2 separate regions of the Mus musculus genome follow, and region 1 is linked to region 2. A link is a contact called in public Hi-C data. All regions are on one chromosome and are shown on one strand. The core of a region is the stretch at or near the end of the contact, and the rest is flanking DNA. Distances in the headings are between cores, read along the strand shown. Region 1 has its middle 6.6 kb from the start of Gm30941. Region 2 has its middle 18 kb from the start of Grhl3.

Region 1 (4,985 bases), core at 2,225-4,724, 70 kb after region 2:
GATGGATGAGGGCATACACACACACACACACACACACACACACACACACACTCACATGGAAATACACTCATACAGATTCTTTCTAACACATGACAACAAGGCCGCTCTGCAAGCAACCTCTGACTGGCCAGTGGGAGATGGACCTCAATCCTTACGGAATGGCTTGCAGCCAGTCAGGACACTGCAGAATCCCAGGTGGACAACAGTTAGGCTCCAAGTGACCACTTCTGACCAAATAATAGCCATGGGGGTTAGGAAATTGCCAGTTCTGATTGGTTGATGAGCAGATCAGGCTGCCTAACACTCCCTGAATGACCACTTGGGAAAAGTCCATTGCTAAACTCGGATTGGCTGACTATTCTTCCATACAATTGAACGCCAGCTCAGGGGCCTGGGTGCAGAAACTGATAGGGCAGCCTGGTTCTGTTCTCACCCTGCGATCTAGTTTCAGTGTGTCACCTAGTGTCAGACGGTATCTAGAGAATGGCCTTGGCCGGCAGCAAGGCTGTGTTGCTCTCAAACAGAGGCTGAAAATAACTTAGCATCTTGTTCTGATAAACTCCAGCTGTGGCTTGCTGGCTGGCTGCCTGGAGCCAAGCAGTGTTGATCGATTTAGTGCCCACAACACCCAAGGTTCTGGGAGGGTAGGAGGCTTGCCAGGCTGCAAGACAGAGCCTGAGCTGGCTCCAGTTGCACTCAGATCTACCTGATTCCTTAGTCTGTGTTCTGATCTTACTTTGAGATTCTTGGCATCCTCCGGGCTGTAACCACACCCTACTTCTCTCTGTAGGCAGAACGGAGGCCTCTAGTCCCAATCTGGCTGACACTCTTCACCTACGAACCCAGCAAAACTTTCCGAGGGTCATGTGCCAGCCCCCTTCAAACCCCCGGCGTCCCATCCCCAGTGGTCAAACCTCCCAGCCTTCCCTCAGAGTAAAGAGCCCATGATCAGTCCAGTGGGGGACCCCGCACCTTGAGTACCAGTCCATCAGCACTGCCTGTGCCATGGCGGCCAATGAGAATTTGAGTGCCGTTCTGTGTTGCCCTCGAACAGAGGCTGAAAATAGCCTAGGATCTTGTTCTGAGAAACGCCAGTTGCAGTTTGCAAGCTGGGGTACGTACGAGGTGGCCTGGGAAAGCTGCATCTGGGTATTGGTAGCTGTGTCTGCTGATGGCCAGAGCTGTCCTTTGTGATTAAACCATGAGGGTTGTTCCAATTTATCAGAAACTAAGGCCCCAGGAGCATTATCAACGACATGGGGCTCATTACAATACCATTTGCATTGTGGTTCTGACACCTTACCCTCTGCTGGCCTTTATAGAAGACCGGGGTGGGGACGGGGGATGGGCAGTAATACCTTAAAGGATGGCACCTAGGCCTCCATGACTTACCGATGAACACGCCATGAATCTCATAAATACTTACAAGAAACGGTTTGAAATCCAAAAGCCAGAGTCATCGTGCTATCCTGGCCACCAGGAGCGGCCCACTCCGATCTTGGAACGTTTGCCTTGCTTTGCTAAACAAACTCTGCCGAAGTGTTCTGCATCTAGTGACTGAATTCTGTCCTTTGAGAACACAATACGCCAGAGGACCCACCCCACCCAAATCCCATAACTGCAGGATCCACGGCTCGGAGGGACCCACGGATCGGTGGATTACGGCAGACTTACTCAGTGAGCTAGGTGCTCTCCCCACCTTCTGGAATAGAACATATCTCAGCCGTTGTTCTGAGACTCTGAGATCTGACATGGAGCAAGCTCTCATTCCACAGACTTATTATGTTGTTATAAAGTCAACCCTGAGCTGGCTCTGCCCTTTCTAGAATATTCTGTATCCCATCATTTCAAAGCTAGCTCAGGTACACGCTAGGCCCACCATGAGCCATCTTATTATCAAAAACAAAGCGAGAGCACCAGCTGCTGTGGTGAACATCTATAATGCCAGCGCTGGGGACGTGGGGTGGGGTGGGGGAGGATACTGAGGTTGAGACTAGCCTGGGCTACACAACAAGATCATCTCAAAAAAAAAAATAAGATAAATAATTCTTTTTTTTTTTTTGGTGACAGGGTTTCTCTGTGTAGCCCTGGCTGTCCTGGAACTCACTTTGTAGACCAGGCTGGCCTTGAACTCAGAAATCCGCCTGCCTCTGCCTCCCAAGTGCTGGGATTAAAGGCATGTGCCACCAACGCCCAGCCAAGATACACAATTCTAAGGCCATGTACATTTGGAAAACTGCAGGTGCTGGGAAATTGGGAAGTCTATTTACCACTAAAGGTTCTGAGAAGGCCTGCAGCATAGGGACTTGATTGAGCCCAAGATCCTAGGCTGCCAAATCTATGACCACAGGCGTCTCATGGCCCTAGTGGGTTGCTTTGCAGCTGGGTAACTGTGAATGCAGAGTTACTTCCAAAACATACTTTGGAAATATCTGTTCAAATCTAAAATATAATGATAGAGGTGTCTCTGTGTGTGTCCTTGTGTGAGCACGCACACATGTATGTGTGTGTGTGTGTCTGTGTGTACATGAGTTTGTGTGTGCATGTTTGTATGTGTATGTGTGCCTGCACATGTATGTATGTATGTGCATATATATGTGGGTGTGTACATGTGTACGCACATGTGCTTATATGTGTGTGTATGTGTGCATGCACATGTGTATGTGTGTATATATATGTGTGTGTGTGCACATGAGTGTGTGCATTATGTGTGTGTACGCACATGTATGTATGTGTATATATGTGTGGGTCTGTGTATGTTTACACACATGTGTGTACGTGTGTGTGCATGTATGTATGTCTGACTCATGCATGGGGAGGGAATTACCCACAAAGAGGAGCCCAATGCTATGAGCAAGGACTTGAGAGCCCTTCTGCCCCGCATTAGTATCTAGAAGTCGTTCACTCTTATGCTCATTTTCTCAGGGTCCTCTCTTCCTCTTGCTTCACAGAGGATAGGGCGAGCAGGGTGGTAGGGTCAATCTGAGAGGGCTTCCTGGAAGGAGTGTGGAGCTGACTGAGGAGGAGGAGGAGCATCCTGTGGCAGGGAGGAGGGCAGGGGTGAGCATGCCACACCCTCAGGACACTTGGCTCTTTGCACACTGTCAAAGCCAGCTGTTGGCTCTCTGCCCTGGCTTCCAGGTCTACAAACCTCTCCTGAGTCAGCTCTGGGTTCCAGCTGGGGAGGGGTCAGGCTCTTTCCTGCTTAGGGACCAGCGCCATCGTCAGGGCTACAAAGCTCTTCTCTCTTCCTCCAGGGTAGGGACTGCAGTGGGAGAGACAAGCTACAGTCAGCACAGTTGGGCTACTAAGGACTGTGTGCCTATAGTCACTTCCCCTAAGGAAAAGGCAGCCAACCCAGAACACAGAGACAGGGAGGGAACCCCCAGGGCAGGAACCTGACTCAGGCTTTCTCAGGTTCCTCTAGAGATCCCCTTGGCCAATCAGAGGAGTGAGGGGGGAAGGAAGTGGGTGCTACCACAGAGGTGGGAGAGGCTCTGAGCAGGTGCTGGCCAGCTCCATGGCCCAGCCCAGAGCTGGGAGCGGCTGGGTGCCTCCTTTCCACCCTCTCAGCTGACAGGGCAGGGCTACAGAGCATGCAGGGACCTGGGACCGAAACTAAGCAGTGTGTTCACCAGGGACCCTCTCCCAGGTGGGGACGCCAGACAGCTTTCAGCAACCCTGGAGCCTGCCCCGCCCAGGACTCAACCTCTAGAAACCAGACCAATATCCCAATATCCCCCTCGTGAAGCAATGACAGAGGGAGAGAGAGAAGGCCACGAGGACCGTCAGGGGGATCTTTACACAGAGTGCTTTTCTCTGTCCGTGTCTCAGCTCGGTGCTAGAATTACAGCAGAGACCCAGACTAGATTTGTCTTCTTAAAGGCTGGGGCCTTGGCCAAGTCCCTGCACCCCTGTATACCTCAGTGGTCTCCACTGACAGAAGGTTTCTTCCTCTCTTCAAGGTTTCTTCCTTTCTTCTTCCACCTGGTTCTTCAAGGACAAGCTGACTCAGCCTTGGCTGGAGGGATGAGACACCTGACGAGAAGCAGGTGCACGGTTGCCACAGACCCACAAGTGGCAGCAGCTGCTTTGCGAAGTCCCTATGTGGGGACCCTCAGCCTGCATCACACCCTAGTCTCCGTGTGTTCGGCTAACCCATCCTCTACCCCACCCACACTCTCACCTCCCACCTCCCATCCCCCACCCCCCACACCCATCAAAGGGGTCCCCAGCTCCAGAGCTGGAGAACGTCTAAGAGCAAATAAAACAGACCTTGGGCCCATTACAAAGGTTCTGACTCAAGGCTGGGCCAAAGATCTGTGGTCAAACGTGTATTGTGGATGCCTGGGTTCAGTCTCCAGCACAGACAAAAAGATGGGGGGGGGGTCACTGGGGCAAAGTGGAACACAGACACTAAATTTTTGCTTGTTTTTCAAACTTCTAGGACACAGACACTATTTTGTTTGTTGGTTTGTTTGTCAAACCATTATGAGCCTTTCCCATCCCACCTCCCCACACCCAGTGCTAGGAGTGGAACCCAGGGCCTTATGCATATGAGGCACCCCCCCTGTTACTGAGCCCCACCCCTAGCCTGTCAGAGTCCTAAAAGTAAAGTGACCGCTACAGCCAGAATAATCGTTTCTCTGTGTCTATTGGTGGAGAGTTCGCACAGAGAGTGTAGGGGTCAGACGACAACCTTGGCCGTTGTCCTCAGGGGCCTTCTACCTTTTGAGACTGTGTCTCTCATTGACCTGGAACTTCAGAGGCCAGGCTAGCTAGTCCTCAACCTTCTGTGGACCCATCTGCTGGTGTGTGTGTGTGTGTGTGTGTGTGTGTGTGTGTACGCATGCGCACATGCAGGTGTGGGAAGTCACAGGACACTGTCAGGAGTCAATTCTCTCCTATCTTTACACGGTTTCTGAGGCTCAAATGCAGGCTGTCAGGTTTGCTTGGCAAATGCTGTTAGGTGCTGAGGCATTTCA
Region 2 (4,873 bases), core at 1,820-4,319:
GACTAGAACCATGGGCCATCCCCTGGAGCCCTTCCTTCTCCCTCCTCAGCTTGAGGCTGTGAAAAACATGGCTTCTGTGAGAGCAACTCCCGGATTCCTTCTGGGGACAAGAAGCCCACAGGACGGGAGAACATGGCAGCCTTCTGAAGGCTGGAGGAAGACTTGCCAGCTGTGAGTGTGTACCCCTCCAAAAACAAAACAAACAAACAAACAAACCCTACATTACAATCTTTGAAGACAATCTCCCAGGTTCTGAATGTTAAAGTCCTCTCTGGAGGCAAGAATTGGCCACTCGGGTCCTGGGCAGTGAAGGCCATGTTGATTTCAGCAATGGCGCCGCCGTGAGCATCTCTGAGTCCTCAAACCCAGCTGTGTGTTGTCCTCAAACTCAAAAACTCTGCACGACTATAAATTACCTATAAAAGTTCCTCTTATCAAGGAACCCCGTGTCTCCAGCCTGCAAGAAGCACAGGGCGCCTGCAGGCTTGCTGAGCCCTCCTGGAGGGGAGTGGAGTTCACCACCCAGGCTGATGGAGCCCTGACTGGGTCCAACAATTGCCTTCTTGGCATGGATGAGTAATGTGAGGGAGGGGACCGCCACCCAGTCACGCACAAAACAGAGTCATACTTGCTCTGGGCCACAGAGGGAAGTGGGTCATAGGGTAACGTGGACTTCAACACTTTGCCTAGGGAAGCTTTCCCCATGACAACATTCCATTCACTTCCCTTCCTAAGAGAAGGGAAAAGAAGTTGAGGAAGGACTAGGAGAACTTTTTCTTATTAAGCTTTTTGTGAGAGTGCGAGAATGTGTGTGTGTGCGTGTATGAGCACATACACCTGTGTGTGCTTGTGTGTGTGTGCTCAAGCACATGTGTGTATATGCATGTATATATGTGTGTGGGTACACGTGCATGTACACCTGTGTGTGTGCACACATGTGTATGTGCCTGTGTGTGGTCATGTGTGTGCATGTGTATGTATGTGTGTGTTTGTGCCTGTGCACCTGTGTGTGTGTATGAGTATGATCATGCACACCTGTGTGTTTGTGTGTGTGTGTGTGTATGTGATGTAGATTGACGTATTTAATTACAGAGATAGGAAGGGCCACAGAGGGCTGCTACCTGGTTCCTCTCACAACAAATTGGAGCAGCTCTGGCCTGCTTGCGTCTTGCTGTCCATCCTGTGGCTTACTCTAGTTTTTCCACTGTGGAGGCTTAACATAAGCAAAATGGAAATTTCAGTTTTGTGCTTCGGATGCGGATGAAATCGGAAAATGTGCTTTCAGATATCAATGCTCTGCATACCCACTGCCTTCTCAAACCCCGACAAGCTTCCTAAAGCCCCTGATGTTGTATCTATGCAGACACTGACCTCCGGCCCCTTCATCAATAAAGGTGAACAACACCAATAGAAAAGGATGTCATCTGACCTCCGCTGACCTTTCCGCCCCAGGCACCTTTAGACACTTACACCTAGGTATCTAGCACTCAATAGGACCAGGAAGAAACAAGCTCAGAGAGGGGGCACAGCTGGCCCAGGGTAACCCAGTGCAGATAAGACTCAACTCAGGCTGGCTGGATCTCTGAGCTCAGAGTCCTAACTGTGTCATTGGAACCTGACTTTTGTACTTTGGGGATGCACATTGAGCCAGAGGTTCAGGTCTCTGGTCACAGAGCCAAAAGGACCTTGGGTCTGTCTGGTGGTGAAGTCACCATAAGGCCTTTTACTCTGGTATGCCTTGCCTTGTTGATCTGGAAACTGGGGGAAATCAAGAGGATTAGATGAGATACATTGCACAATGTGCTATTAGCATGCGCCAAGCCATCAGTCAATGTGGGTTGACATGGGCTTCAGGGCACACCTAGGTAGGAGGGGCAGGGGAGGGACCCAGCAGGAACTTCCTTGATGAAAGCTGTAATTATGGACCCTTTTTCCACACTGGAGGCCCCCGGGGCATTGGGGCACCTCACTGTTCTGGGGGTCAGGTCATATCTCTGCATGGATGGGCAATCACAGGGTTTGGAGGTGAACCAGATGGAGACGAGATGGAAGGTTACTTTGTCTCTGAGCTGGATAGCGGGTCACATCTAGAACTGTACCTCAGAACCCCCACCCACAAAAAAAGATAACTACAGTCCCTTTCCTGGGAGACAGCAGAGTGAGACTTATCCCTAAGGTTTCTGCCCAGATATTTATTGGTTCCTTCCCAAGAGCATATATGTAATGGATTGAATTTGAGCCAAATTCATATTAAATAACAGCTCCTCTCAGCGATGTGCATGCCTGCCAGGATCTGGCTGTGATCTAATGGACCCATCCCAATGGCCCAGCAGGACAGATAGAATCTGTCACTCATGTATGCACAGTGGCTACTGTGTGCATAAACCTGCTCTGGTACTACAGGTATATTATTAGCCCTACGACATTCTTTTATTAACCCTTTACTCACAGACGGAAAACTGGGGCTCAAAGAGGGGAGAGAGGTTGCTCGAGTGTGGACATACTTGATCCATGGGCTTCTTTACCCCCATGAGCCATTGTGATTAACCATTGGACTGTGCAAATTTGACCAGCAAGTTTGTGTCCTGGTCCCCACCACCTAGCACAGTCCCTGCAGACAGATAACAGCATGCTCCTGTCCTTGCATCTTCCGCACTGGGACTCAAGGCTGGCTCATTCTGTATCCATCAAGAACATTCCTTGGTGGCTCCAAGCATCCATGCCTTTAAAGAGCAGCTCGGTGTTCCTGCTCCAGGTTCCTTTGCCAGAGAGCCATACTACAGTGGGTCTGAATGTCTCTCCTCTGGTGACCCCTGATGGCAGGGACCTGTCAGATCACTTGATCCCCAGGACCAATGGTGCTGATTTTTACAGCATTTGTAGAGGTGGGCATCTTCCTTCAAAAGGGTGCTGATTCTCGGGGTCTGGGCTGGAAATGTCTTGGGTTGGGATGGTCATGGTGGACAGCATCATCACAGGCACAGGCAGAAGAGTGGCATGAGCAGGGCGTCCCCTGGGATGGACTTGAGTAGGAAGAAGGAATTGCCCAGAGGCCTCTGAACAGGAACATACTCAGAGGACAGGGAGTTACTGGGCTGGGCGTGTCACTGGCTGCAGGAAGGAAAGGTGAGGGGGATGGGCTGCGAGGATTGCTGGAACCAGGCAGTAGAACGAGCAGAGGAGTCTCAGAGCCTGGGCCCAGGATGGCAGCTCTGAGGTACCCCCCCAATCACCTTTGGAGGGCGGTACCAAAGAGACAGGCTAGAGAGTGACACTACCTGGGGGGCAGCCTCTGAAGACAGCTATGTGGGTACAAGCTTAGCTGGCCCTAGCAATGAATTGTGTGATGTTGGACATGTGACTTTGCTTTTTAGCGCCTCCGTTTGTACCTCTATAAAATGGGGACAATAACACTTGCCTCCAAGACTGTCGTGAGAGCAGCCAGCTAGGCAGGGGAACACTCTGTGGCAGTTTGTACTGTGTATCAGTTGCTTGCTTTTTCAGCCGTGGACAGGAAAGAAGTTCTTTCCGTTCATCTACTGGTCTTGCTCTCTTCTCTTCAGCTTAGCCATTCCCAGGCTGCCAATCTGAGCCAGACTCTGTGCTGAGCTGGTGGGAAGCTACAGGCCTGCCCTGCCCGGGTGAGCTGCTATCTGGCCTTCACTCTTGTCTGTTAGTCACACCCCAGCAAGATCCTGTGGATGAGTCTCCTGTGAGTCCCAGGAGGAGAGTGGAGACCCAGGGCCGAATCAGAAATGACAGAGATGAGAGGACAGGGCTTTTCTTTCAAAAATAAAGCAATCCAATTGGCTCAAGGTCATGAAATTTTTTATTGACTAGTTTTTGATATTAGGATAGTTGCCTGAGGAGCCACAGAGGGACTAGGTGGGCCCCATGAGAGCATGAACATAAGATATCCCTCCCCCAAACCTTGGCCAAACACTCTGACATCATGCAGAACACGGGGAGATCACCAGCGTTACAACAGCTGGGTCTTTTGTTGCTGTGGTTTTTGTTTGTTTGTCTGTTTGTTTGAGCACCTCTATGGCAAGCACTGTAGCTGAACTTTTGGCTACTTTGTGGGTTCCTTTTTTCCCTTCTTTCTCCACCCCTTGGACCCCCTAACACTAGGATAGAGGGGAAAGGGGGTGATGATATCATTAGACTACTTCTTGCTGATTAGGGGCATCGAGTTCCTTGGGACAAGTTTAAATCTTTGCCATCAGGGTATCTAATTTCATCTTTTTGTCTCTTTGCACTTGACTGCTTGACAAACTGCAACAACTGCAACCAACAGCAGCCAACCACCAACCACCCAACCAGCCCCTTCTATGGGAGCTCCCACATTTATACATCCTCCGAAAAGTCCCCAGAATGCCAAGTGTTACACAATCGCAGAAACTGTCTGCGGCTGGCAAAGCCCATGCCTCTGCTAGAGCACTAGGAAAATCACAGTCACCTGCTGTGAAGCAGCCCCAGATCCCACACTTGGGGTTAAAACAAAAACATGTTTCCCATAATATTTCTGTGTTATTTAAAGAAACCTAACTTCTCACTACGAAGTACCATACCAGCTACTTGACAGATACCCAACATCCACGCCAGCAGAGGAATCCATATGCAGATGCTGACATCCGGAAGGCCACCAGCCAGCTGGTGGCAGCCAGGGACACCAAGGGGCTTACGGCAGCTAAACAGCCTTCCAAGGAGCGGAAGGTTGAAGTCCACACGGTTGATGCTCTCTCTGCATCCACAGTCTCCTTACCCACTCCACAGACCGCCACACTTCCTCCTGAGGCTTTGATGGCTTCTCTTCAGATTGCTTTATAGAAATGTTGACAAGACTCGTACTTATGAACAAAACACAATGGTT

What was found. A called contact is a pair of places that touch in the nucleus more often than the background predicts.
Region 1: a Hi-C map of trophoblast stem cells shows a contact between it and region 2, with 1.7 times the contacts expected there. The contact joins two enhancer-like sites. A contact is called at or near these places in 4 of 39 promoter capture datasets (the C10 cell line, cranial neural crest and fetal liver), 2 of 15 datasets of contacts at CTCF or cohesin (large pre-B cells and stem cell-derived epiblast-like cells), 36 of 484 Hi-C or Micro-C datasets (B cells, the C2C12 cell line, the CH12 cell line and 21 more), 8 of 115 datasets of contacts at active chromatin or transcription factors (bone marrow-derived dendritic cells, embryonic stem cells, fetal liver and 1 more) and 1 of 9 other capture datasets (embryonic stem cells).

The regions. Positions count from the first base shown.
Region 1 is chr4:135,658,132-135,663,116 of GRCm38.p6, forward strand. No RefSeq gene overlaps it. Among named protein-coding and RNA genes, the nearest start is that of Gm30941, 6.6 kb to the left of the region's middle. Within about 2 kb of position 3,475, at least 69 of the 459 cell types and tissues checked have an H3K27ac peak or open chromatin away from gene starts, as enhancers often do. A contact at or near this core is called in trophoblast stem cells, where this site is marked.
Region 2 is chr4:135,588,997-135,593,869 of GRCm38.p6, forward strand. No RefSeq gene overlaps it. Among named protein-coding and RNA genes, the nearest start is that of Grhl3, 18 kb to the left of the region's middle. Within about 2 kb of position 3,070, at least 5 of the 459 cell types and tissues checked have an H3K27ac peak or open chromatin away from gene starts, as enhancers often do. A contact at or near this core is called in trophoblast stem cells, where this site is marked.